Linked DNA regions of Capra hircus: region 2 is linked to region 1. Evidence: chromatin contacts called from public Hi-C data. All regions are on one chromosome and are shown on one strand. Each heading gives the region's core, a stretch centred on a gene start, on an enhancer-like site or on the middle of the called end of the contact. The rest is flanking DNA. Distances are from core to core; before and after follow the strand shown.

Region 1 (5,896 bases), core at 1,920-4,419:
ATTTCCTTCTCCAGTGCATAAAAGTGAAAAGTGGAAGTGAAGTCATTCAGTTGTGTCCAACTCCTAGCGACCCCATGGACTGCAGCCCACCAGGCTCCTCCGTCCATGGGATTTTCCAGGCAAGAGTACTGGAGTGGGGTGCCATTGCCTTCTCCGATATGTAACCTTAGTAGTTATTATTTCATTTGGATAGTAAACATTCAAGAAATAAGTGGATTTCTTAAGATATTTGAGAATCTTATGTTTGAGGTATATAAGATAATGCTTGAAGGAGGCAACTGTTCTCCTAATAAATCAAGAAAAATGAATGAATTCTGGAGTAATAATTTTATAGGCTTGCAAATAAGAGAGGACAGGGAACATAAAAGGTTTTATGTTAGTAGTTTCTATGTTGTAGTAGCTAGTTAAGAAATCTAAGGACTGTGAAGATATTATTGTTCAGTCGCTCAGTCATGTCCGACTCTGCGACCCCCTGAACTGCAGCATGCCAGGCTTCCCTGTCCTTCACCATCTCCTGGACTACACTCAAACTTGTGTCCATTGAGTCAGTAATGCCATCCAACTATCTCATCCTCTGTCGTCCCTTCTCCTCTTGCCTTCAGTCTTTCCCAGCATCAGGGTCTTTGCAAGATATGTGAAGATATAGAAGAGTTACTACTATAAGTAAATCTTAGAAATGGGAGTAATTTGTAAGTGTTAGTAAAGCCACAAATGGTAATTAGAGGATGAACTTCATACAGATTCTGAAAAAGCTTATGAGAAGACAAAAGAAAGGGGATCTCTTAATGGTAGTAGAGAAACAACTGGAAAAGTGGGGGAGGAATGAGAGAAAATACACCAGGGACTAGATTAGAAAGAAATGAAAAGGAGAATGCTCAGTTTCTAGCCAGTGGAGAATTAAGCTGGAGAGTGTCTTGGTCCTTCTAGGCTGCTATAGCAAAGTCACAGAGACTAGGTAGCTTCGAAACAGCAAAACTAGTTTTCACAGTTCTGAAGGCTGGGAAGTCCAAGACTGAGGAGCTGGTGAATTCATCATCTGGGGAGAGCCTGGGTCTTGCTCTGGTGCACGGGGTCATGCTCAGTAAATTGTTAATCCAGTTTTCTGCTGATGGGTGGGGCTGTGCTCCCTCCATGTAGTTGTGCCTGAGGCTGCCCAGTCCTGGTATCAAGCTGCCATATGATAACTCTGTGGTAGAGCTCGGGCTTCCCTTGTGGCTCAGCTGGTAAAGAATCCACCGGCAATGGGGAAGACCTGGGTTCGATCCCTGGCCTGGGTTCGACCTGGAGAAGGGAAAGGCTACCCACTCCAGTATTCTGGCCTGGAGAAGTCCATGGGGTCGCAAAGAGTGGGACACAGCTGAGCAACTTTCACTTTTCTTTCATGGTAGGGCTAATGGCAACGTCCTCCAAGAGGACTTACGCCAACACACTGTGCCTCCCAGGACGGCTGCTGCCAGCGCCCCTGTCCCCGCAGCAGGCCACTGTTGACCCACGCCTCCACAGGAGATTCCTGGACACTCATAGGCAGGTCCACCTCAGTCTCTTACGGGGTCACAACTCCTTTCCTCTGGGTCCTGGTGTGCAAAAGGTTTTGTTTGTGTCCAAGAGTCTCTAGCGGGTATGGAGTTTGATTTTAACCTGATTGCGCCCCCTCCTACTGGCTTGTTGCAGCTTCTCCTTTGTCCTTGGACAGGGGAATATCTTTGTTTGGTGGGTTCCAACATCCTCCTGTTGATGGTGGTTCAGCAGCTCGTTGCGATTTTGGTGTTCTTGCAGGAGAAGATGAGAGACGAGGGGAGAGGCCTGTCCACTCGCCGCTGGCTGTCTTTGTCGCTGTCACCGCATGTAGAAGGGGTGGAGGAGCTTCTTGGGCCTCATTTATGAGGACACTAATCCCGTTCTTGGCTCCAAAGGCCTCTCAAAGGTCCTGCCTCCAATGCATCACCTTGGGGTGATATAAGAATTTGAGGTTGGAAGGGGGAACACAAGCATTCAGTCTGCGGCTAGAAGCATTTACTATGCATAATAAAAAGGGTACTAGATACCGTATTAACACATATACATGGAATCTAGAAAAATGGTACCGATGAACCTATTTGTAAGTCAGGAATAGGGATGCAGACATTGAGAACAGACTTGTAGGCATGGTGGGGGGCAGGGCAGGGTGGGATGAACTGAGGGAGTAGCGTTGACACATATATACTGCCACGTGTGAAATGGACAGCTTGCAGGAAGCTGCTGCGTAACATGGGGAGCCCAGCCCAGTGCTCTGTGACAGCCTTGAGGGGCGGGATGAGGGGGTGGGCGTGAACTTCAGGGGGGAGGGGACACATGTATACCTTATTCACATTGTTGTATGGCAGGAACCAGCACAATATTGTAAAGCAATTATCCTCCAGTTAAAAAATTTTAAAACGGGTACCAGAAACACTGTAATTTATGGTGAGTAGTTGAGGATAGAAACAGATTAAAACATTAAGAGAAAACTGAAATATCAGATTCAGTTTGTCAGCGTGGGCTGGGAAGGAAGGGAGTAAAAAAAAAGATGAGTGGGATCTTTCTGAGGTCCTAAGGAATGCATTCATAATTAATGTGATGGAAAAGGATCTTAGAAGAACTTGATTTATCGAATAGGCTGGTTCTGAGGAAGAAAAATGCCTGGAGAGTGGGGAGTGAGCTAGAAGCTGAGTCTGAGTCAAATTATGATCCTTAGTAACAGGAAAAGGAGAAAAATCTCACCTCTGGAATTCCAGAAAGAGACAAAGATACTAAATTTGCTAAGCGTTTTGCCTGCTTCCGTGATAGCTCAGTTGCAGGAGACCCAGGTTCGATTCCTGGGTTGAGAAGATCCCCTGGAGAAGGGATAGGCTGCTCACTCCCATATTCTGGCCTGGAGAATTCCATGGGGAGAAGTCCATGGGGGTCACAAAAAGTTGGGCACAACTGACTGACTTTCCCTTTCACTTTTGCCTGCAGAGATATCAGGGGACAAAGGCCTCTTAAAGCTGTGGCTCTTTTTATTCCTGTTAATCCGGATCTGCCTTATGTTAGTTGCTCAGTCATATCCAACCCCGTGACTCTAGCCCACTAGGCTCCTCTGTCCATGGAATTCTCCAGGCAAGAATACTGGAGTGGGTAGCCATTCCCTTTCTCCAGGGCATCTTCCTGACCCAGAGATCAAATCCAGGTCTCCCACTTTGCTGACAGATTCTTTACTATCTGAGCCACGAAGCCCAGTTGTGCTCCCTCCCACAGGAGCACTGATTTTCAGTCTTGGGTCGATAAAGTTGGTTTCTTAGAGAAGCCTCACGCAAAAGGGCTTCTCTAATCAGCACTCCTGGGGTAGCAGGGCTTCCTGTTCGGCCTGCAAGGCTGGCTTGAGTTGTTAAGCTTAACCGGTGACTTTTCACCAAGACAGGTGCACGGCAGCCTTTGTCCAGCAGATGGTGCTGTTTCTCTGGGGACTAGCAAGTGCATCCTCCCGAGAAAACAGCAGATGGCGCTACGAGGTAGCATTAAGAGAGAACGGGTGTGTGTGTGTGTTTGTGTGTGTGTGTGCGCGCACGGGGAGGTAGCGTTAAGAGAGAAAATGAGTGTGTGTGTGTGTGTTGGTCAGTCAGTCGTGTCCGACTCCTTGAGAGCCCATGGACTATCCCGCCAGGCTCCGTTGTCCATGGGATTCTCCAGGCAAAAATACTAGAGTGGTGGCCATTCCCTTCTCCAGGGGATTCTCCTGACTCAGGGATCGAACCTGGGTCTCCTGAATCGCAGGAGGATTCTGTCTGAACTACTAGGGAAGCCCCAAGATGAGTGTGGCGGTGGTGGTGTAGTCGCTAAGTCGTGTCTGACTCTTGCGATCCTGTGGACTGCAGCCTGCCTGTCTCCTCTGCCTATGGGATTCTCCAGGCAAGAATACTGGAGTGGGCTGCCATTTCCTTCTCCAGGGGATCTTCCTGACCCAGGAATCAAACCCGGATCCCCTACATTGCAGGAAAATGATTTACCAACTGAGCTATGATGGTCTGGTATAGTTGCTAAGTCGTGTCTGGCTCTTGTGATCCTGTGGACTGTAGCCTGCCTGGCTCCTCTGTCCACGGGATTCTCCAGGCAAGAGCACTGGAGTGGATTGCCATTTCCTTCTCCCAAAATAAGTGCATTTATCCTTAAAGCCATGACAGTATTTATCCTTAAATTCATAACATGATATTACAGAAGTCAGAGTAGTTTGGGAAAAAACAGCAGTAATACTGAATGAAATCTATCCGCTAATATTTCTCTTCCTTCTTTGTTCCCTAAGTTACATTAAAAAAAAAATCAGTGATTTTGGATAACTGTTTTTTCTAGATGCAGTGTTAAAATGAACTTGTTTGGGGAAAAAAAAAAAACAAAAAACCTTGGAGTACAAAGTTGAATGTAGTATGTGCCAGTAGAGTTTGTTGTTTCCACCACCTGTGCCCAAATGGTAAACTGCTGTTATCTTCAACCTCATGTTTAAGAATAATTTGTAGTTTTTGCCAAAGCATTGGAGACACTCTAACAGAAGTAAAATTCACTCTGCAGATTTTACCCAAGTTATTCATACAAATATTTATTAAGCATCTGCAGTGTGCTGTAAGGGGATAAAGTCCATCCCTACTCTCAGGGTACATCCATTTTTTAAAAAGTTTAATTAATTGATGTTTGGCTGTTCTGGGTCTTCGTTGCTTGCAGAGGGTTTTCTCTAGTTTCGGTAAGCAGCGGCTACTCTAGTTAAGGTGTGCAGGCTTCTCATTGCGGTGGCTTCTCTTGTGGAGGACAGGCTCTAGGCTACACAGGCTTCACTAGTTACAGCTCCTGGGCTCTAGGTGCCCGGGCTCAGCAGTTGTGGGCTTTACTGTCCAGAGTCATGTGGGATCTTCCCTGATCAGGGATGGAACCAGTGTCCCCTGCATTACAAGGCAGATTCTTAACCACTGGACCACCAGGAAAGCCTCAGTATGTTCATTTTTGGAGGAAGCAGTCAATAAACAATACATGATAGAAAATTAGACACCAGCAAGTGCCCTGAAGAGAAAATAGCGCACAGTGGCTTTTTATGAGGATGATAAGACGGTGACATCTAATCTGAACATGAAAGACTAGACAAGTAAAGAGCTGGAAGGAAGACTATCCCATGAAGATGGAATAGCATGTCGTAAATATCTAGGGCAAAGCTTGGCTTATTTCAGAAATTGAGCGCAGGCCAGTGGCTGGATGGCATCGGAGAAGTGGGTGGAGCTAAATCGTCAGGCCTTGGTACCACAATAAGGAGTTGGGGTTGTTTTCTGCAGGTGGTGGGAAGCTCCCGGAGAATTTTAAATGGGAGATGGCATGACCTGAGTTACATTTTTAAGGGAATTCTCTGTGGGATGGAGAATGGATCGTAGGTGGGCAAGAGTGGACGCAGGAAAACCAATTAGATGTATCAGAGTTGAATGCCAAGGCAGAAGCCGCTTTAGGTGTTTTATTCAGAGAGGGATTTAAAACACAGAGCGAGACATTTGTGAAACCAGTGGGAAGGACTAGAGGAGGAGTAGTGGCGGGTGGTACTGCTGGATTACAGGGTGGAAGGAAACCCACAGTAGTTGAGTCCAGAGTTTGAGAATCCTGCCACCACTGACATTGCTGCTCAGGGCTGGCCAGACTCTGGAACACCAAGTTAGCCTGTTACAGCTTCTTCCAAACACTGGTAATTTGCCACCTTGCTTACCAACAGCAATACCAATAGGAAGGTTGCCTCTCGGTCTTGCTTCTCTTTATTAACTTTGTGCTAGTACATTTAATGGACAGTATCTAATTCTAACCTAGAGCTCCTACACATTAGGGTGTCTGGGACATGTTTTTAGGTTTATAATGTCTCCAGTTTGTGAATAAAATG
Region 2 (6,387 bases), core at 2,903-5,402, 320 kb after region 1:
GTGTAAGGACGAAAAGAAAAACGGCCTTTACTGAATAAAATGACATCTCTATCTCAACCTTCAGAGCACCTTGCGACTTTGAGGAAATGTGTGACTATATTTTACTGGGATTACTGTTGCTGTCAGAGGTGGATGCAAGGAAAAATAAGAGGATGCCAAGCCTGAGGGACAAGAAGGATCAGACCAGAAGGAAAAAGAAGCCTGTGACTGGGAAATGTGAAATTAGCTTAACTTAGGGGGAGATTCTTACAAGGAGAGAAAGGAGTTGATGCTCTGCCTCCAGAAACCCCCAAACAATCCAAGCATGAGATCCAAGGAGGTAAAGCTCTGGCATTAGATGAGCCAATTGGATAGTTAACCCGACCTGATTTTCTTCTGCAACCACTCCAGGCTCTTGGTAATCACATGTCCCCTGTCTGCACAATCAGCAGGCAAAGCCACTGGAAAAGACCATGATGCTAGGAAGACTGAAGGCAAAAGGAGAAGGGGGCGGCAGAGGACAATATGGCTGGATAGCATCACCAACTCAATGAACATGAATTTGAGCAAATTTCAGGAGACAGTGGAGGACAAAGGAACCTGGCGCGCTACCGTCCATGGGGTCGCAAAGAGCTGGACATGACTGAGTGACTGAACAATGGCAAGGGGGGCCGTTTTGGTGTGATTCCAGCTTGTGTTTACAGTCTGTGCAGCTGTCAAAAACCACAAGATGCAGATGGAAGGATTTACCTCTTTTCTGTCCTTGATAAACTGCAATATACAGTGCAGCCTATAAAACCATGTTTTTAACCAATTTTGTAATGAGAGACGAAACACAAACACCAAAGCAACAGAGACTCACATTCACTTCTCACCCTGCGATGTAACAAAACCGAATAATCTCTTCTTAGCTTTATTGTTGTTGGGGAATTTTTTTTCACATATCTATAGTCAATATTCAAAAAATCTGAGCTCAGGCTGGTTTTCACTTGGACTTCCCTAATGGCTCAGATGGTAAAGAATTTGCCTGCAAGGCAGGAGACCCAGTGATCCATCCCTGGGTCAGGAGGATCCCCTGGAGAAGAAAATGGCAACTCACTCCAGTTCTTGCCTGAAGAATCACATGGAGATAGGAGACTGTCCATGGAGTACAAAGCGGGGTACAGTTCATGGAGTCGCAAGGAGTCAGACACAACTGAGCAACAAAGCACAGCACATTTTTCACTTAGCGTTATTTTATATCAGCTTTTCCATTTGCTTTTATAATAGACAAACGTACCATCCTTAATAGTAATATTAAATTTCATTTCTATATAATAGTTTGTTTTTATTTTAAATTTTTAGGTATTGTTTTTTCTTTCTTTCTGTTTTTTCCTCTTATTTTTTCTTCTTTTGAGTTGTTTCTCCAGGATATGGTTTCAAACACATGTTTACCAGGCCAAAGGATGTGATCGTCCATGGCTCACTACACTTTGCCATGTTGTTTTCCAGAAATATTGTACTAATTGATGTCAGTATGAGAATGCAGCTTTCTCCAAAGCCTCGCCAGATTTCGATTTTGTAATTATGATGGACTTTTACCAGCTTTGCTGGCATTGTATAATTTTGTGCTTTAAGTTCCCACGATTACGAGGGAGGCTGCATCCTTTTGCAAGGATTTGTTTTCTTGTGTGAATCATGCATTCTGATTTTCTTGACCATAAAAGTAGTAAAAATAATATTGCTCTTACAGATGTGGTTCCATTCCCTAGAGATCCTGAATGTTCCTTTTTTTTTTCATCCTTCCTTTTTTTAATTCACAATTTCTCCCCTAAGTCACTTTGACTCAAGAAAGTTTTGCTTGGTGGACACAGATCCCACTCAGGCAGAAGATCATCAATTCAGCTCAGATTCCCAGCGCCCTATTTACTGGTGGCTGCACACAGTAATCCCCTCATAAATTTTCCTGAAGGCAGCCTGCTTTTTGAGTCCCCTAGCTCCCTAATGAACTGTATTCCCGATCTGTCAAATATAGCCAGCAATTATTCAATGTTGTATCATGCGCTACTGGAAAAAAGAAATCAAGAGTGCTATTTTCATGCTTGCCTTCCTGGCCATCCCTGACTAATAACTGTGCCTTTCCGCCAAGGTAGCATTTACATACTGTGGTCTCCACGCATTCTACACCTACTGGGTCAGACTCTGAAAAGAGAAGAAGGAACCACAGTCAAGATGTCATCTCTGGTAGCGGGAGGGCTGAACAGGAAAACAAGGTCATGCACAAGATGAAATGAAACAAACGAAAGCAGAACGTATTTGAGAGTTGGGATAGTAAACGGTTAATAATACTATCTTACATGTCTTTGAAAGTTCCTAAGAGAGTGGAAGTTCTCATCACAAGAAAACAAAACTGCAACTATGTGGGGTGATGGATGTTAGCTAGACCTCCTGTGATGATCCTTGAGCTCTATGTATATCAAATCATTGACACAGTGGTAAAAAAAAATCTGCCTGCCAATGCCGGAGACTCAAGAGATGCAGGTTCCATCCCTGGGTGAGGAAGAGTCCCTGGAAGAGGAAATGGCAACCTACTCCAGTATTCTTGCCTGGAAAATTCCATGGACAGAGGAGCCTGGCGGGGCTACAGTCCATGGGGTCACAAACAGTCAGACACGACTAAGCATTTAGGCACTCAGAGCACGTACATCAAATCATTATGTTGTATATAAAACTAATACAATGTTCTATGTTAATTATATTTCAATTTTTAAATTTAAGTATCTGAAACACATTATAGAATGGACATAAGATCAATTTAATTAGCTCAAAGAATACCCACTATCTAGAAATGTATCTCCCTTTCGTGGGCATCACTAAAGATGGTAAAACAAGCACAATAAAAATTAAAAACTGTATGATTTAATCACTAGGTTGTGTTTGACTCTTATGACCCCACGGACTGTAGCCCACCAGGCTCCTCTGTCTGTATAAGAAACGCTAAACATTTATCAAATTACTTGATAAAAAAAAGCCAAGAGATTTCTTTTTAAAAAAGTCATTTCTTGACTTTTTTCCCCTTGCTTATATGAAGGATCCCCAGTTGGGGAAGACTGCACCCCAGCACGTTTCCTCACTCAATTCTTTCTGACTTACAAATGTCACTATAAGGCCACCCACTCATCACTTCTGCCCCTCCACAGCTCCTCCCTCACCCTTGCCAACTCCCGGCCACTTTGGTCTGTGGAGATGTCCCAAGGAGATGACAGAGACGCTACTCTGGAGACCTGTCTACCCAACTGGTGAGCAGCAGGGGCATTTCTCCACTGAATTAGCTACACTGAGGGCCCAAGTTACAGATGACAAAAAGATGCTCTTGCTATTATTATTGCTGCTGCAATAATTGTGTGCAATAATAATTGTGCTGTTGGCACAACAATAATTAGTGAGTGCCTAGAATGAGCCATGAGCTGAGATGAGCAGTTATACGCCTATCTCATTGAATCTTCACCAACATTATTTTACCCATTTTACAGATGAGACAAAGTGAAATTTACAAACTTAACTAATATCACCCACTAAGTATTAGTAATAACAACTGGGAATAGACATCGTAACATATCTCCTCTCAAGGTATTGTCACTTTTTGATGATTTGTAATCAATTGTAACTTTTCCCACAAGTCTGAGGTTTGACTACAAAAAAAAAAAAAAAAAACCACTTTAACGCAATCCCTCTTACTTTCCAAATGACTGTTTCTGCGAGGTCAAATGCAAAAGCCCCAGACTGATTTCCCAGGCCAACCACGGGAAGCACCTTGCCATCTTCTGTTCTTTTCTAACAGTTCCACATGCAAGCCATCTTCCTCTCAACATTGCCAAGATCCCTGACATCACGCGAGGGGTTGGGGGTGAGAATGTGCGAAGGAGAAAGATGGAGGGTGGGGACCCCAGCACGGAAGTCAAGAGGCTTGTCTTTCAGCCCTACTCCCACCACGAACTCCCCTCTCTGGACCACAGGTTCCTCATGGCCAAAAGGAAACATCCCCGCCAGCTTTAAATGTCTAACGATTTATGAAGCCTGGGAGTGTCATCGCAGTGGTGGTGCCCGGAGGTGTGGACACAGCACCCCCTACCGGCAGCCTCTGGGCAGTGAGGCCGTGGTCACACACTGCCTGCTGGTTCTGCCTTGGAGCTGCGGGAGCTGGGAGGACCGTGGGAAAGGGCAGCAAGGGGGAAAGTGGTTCAGACTCGCCCTCAGCTCATCCCCCCTCTCTTCCTCCCCTCTCTAAACTGCCCTGTGTTCCGATGAAACAAACGTGCTTGGAAATCAGATGGGCAAAGGTTTCACTGATTACAGAATCATTTAGGTGGGAGTCAGATGGATGGAGGGCCTCCCCAGTGGCTCAGCGGTAAAGAATCCACCTGCAATGCAGGAGAAGTGGGTTCGATTCCTGGGCCGGGAAGATCCCCTGGGGAAAGGAATGGCAACCCACTCCGTTATTCTTGCCTGAAAAATCCCATGGACAGGGGAGCCTGGCGGGCTACAGTGCATGGGGTTGCAAAGGGTCGGACAGGACTGCACAGCAGCGCGAGCAGATGGTGGGGGTGGGGCAGCTGGAAAGTCTTGTGCTCAGCCTTGTTGATAACAAAAAGCCACAAGTTACAAAAGTTTTTTTTTTTTTTTTTAAAAAGAAAGAAATATTCTCTCCAAGGCAGGTATACATCTATTCTCTGAAAGTGGAAAATTCCTTTATAGATTTTGTGTGTGCTCGTTTAAAATATCAGGCAAGTAAAGATCCTGAGCTTCCCCCTAAGCTGTGCTTGTCAGCTTCAACAGTCTGTCCTCTGAGCCTGCTCACCTTCCAGGCTGAAAACAAGCCCCAGGCACTTCATTTTTCAGCAAGGCAACCTGCCCTTCCAAGGTCTCCCGCCTGAGCTCCCTTCCTCGTGCGGGCATCTGATGGGGAGCGTGGGCCCTTTCAACTTACACTCTAGATAAACACACATAAAGTATTCACATATTTTTTAAAAGACCATTTTAAAACCACTTCTTGAGGTGAGAGGTACTTAATTGCTCAGTTGTATTCAACTCTTTGCAACCCTTTGGATTGTAGTTTGCTAGGCTCCTCTGTCCATGGGATTTTTCAGGCAAGAATACTGGAGTGCTCTTCTAGGGAATCTTCTCGACCCAGAGATCGAACCGACATCTCTTGTGTCTCCTGCATTTCAGGCAGATTCTTTACCCTCTGAGCCGCTGGGGAAGTCCAAACCATTTCTAAAGGCTTTAGAGATTTTCTTTTTTAAAATGACAACCTCCGAGCCTTGAATCTGCAGCCCACAGTAGAGCAGAGCAATGGACTTAATCATGCCTCAGTTGCCTTGTTCCTCCCACTCACCTGGTCCTGAAACCCCCCCTGAAGACAGAGCTGTGTTGCTACCACCCTGTACCCCTCTTTATTGATGTTCACCTCCTCCTGTGAGCATAAGATCAGAGGAGAGAAAGGGTGGAGTGGAGTGGGGGGGTGGGTTGCATCCAAGGGGACAGGTGGAAAGAACAGGGTTGGGCATCAAAGAGCCAGTATCAAGATAGCATCCTATGGTGTCCACTCAGGCCAGGCCCCAAGGAGAACTCAATCTGTGCTGAAGTCTATTTCATAATAGGCTCCAGAAGGTCTTAGGTGTTGTTGTTTAGTCTCTAAGTCATGTCTGACTCTTTGCGACCCCATGGACTATAGTCTGCCAGGCTCCTCTGTCCATGGGATTTCCCGGGTCCGAAGGTCTCATTTGCCCAATTCACGGAGATGTTGACCTGCTCTCATCTTCATGATCGGAAGTTTAGCCTATTCTCCCAGTTCCCCACCTGTGGTCCATTCCCCCCCATGAATGCTTGCCCAAAGTCAGCCACCGTGACTCTGCTTCTTCTCCTATCTTCTGGATCTTTTCTCTTCCTTTCTATTCTTCCAAATGTAAGCTGACTAAAACCAATATAAATTCATTTTTTTCCTCCCCTAACTCCACGTCTGCTCAGGAAAAAGTTTAGAGCAAGAGCTGACAGAGGTGGGTTTTCTACAGTGAACTAGGGAGAGCCCCAAACTGGAAATGCTGAAGGTAGAGTCTTTTTCCCAACTCTTGAATCTAGACTAGCCTTGTAATTTTGCTTTGGCCTAGAGAAATATGCTGTGTGACTTCCACAGCCTAGGAGACTGTATAGTTTCTGCTTTGGTTCCCTGAAACATTGCCTGGATCACCATGAAAGGAAGCTGGTTTAGCCTAACAGAGAATGAGAGGCCCTGAGAAAGAGATCTGAGGCGTCCAGCCAGCAGTCAGCACCCAGTGCCCACTGTGTGAACGTGAGTGATGAACCCATCCAGCCCAGGTGAGACCAACAGAGAAGCAGGCCAGCCAGCCCAGAAGCAGGAGAAAGGACGCA

The links. A called contact is a pair of places that touch in the nucleus more often than the background predicts.
Region 2: a contact with region 1 is called in a Hi-C map of blood, with 5 times the contacts expected there. The contact joins two enhancer-like sites. A contact is called at or near these places in 2 of 5 Hi-C or Micro-C datasets (blood and liver).

What each region holds. Positions count from the first base shown.
Region 1 is chr6:97,714,107-97,720,002 of ARS1.2, forward strand. No RefSeq gene overlaps it. Among named protein-coding and RNA genes, the nearest start is that of ENOPH1, 40 kb to the left of the region's middle. Within about 2 kb of position 3,170, at least 1 of the 5 cell types and tissues checked has an H3K27ac peak or open chromatin away from gene starts, as enhancers often do.
Region 2 is chr6:98,030,014-98,036,400 of ARS1.2, forward strand. The region is part of intron 1 of SCD5 (stearoyl-CoA desaturase 5); the gene reads right to left. Among named protein-coding and RNA genes, the nearest start is that of SCD5, 65 kb to the right of the region's middle. Within about 2 kb of position 4,153, at least 1 of the 5 cell types and tissues checked has an H3K27ac peak or open chromatin away from gene starts, as enhancers often do.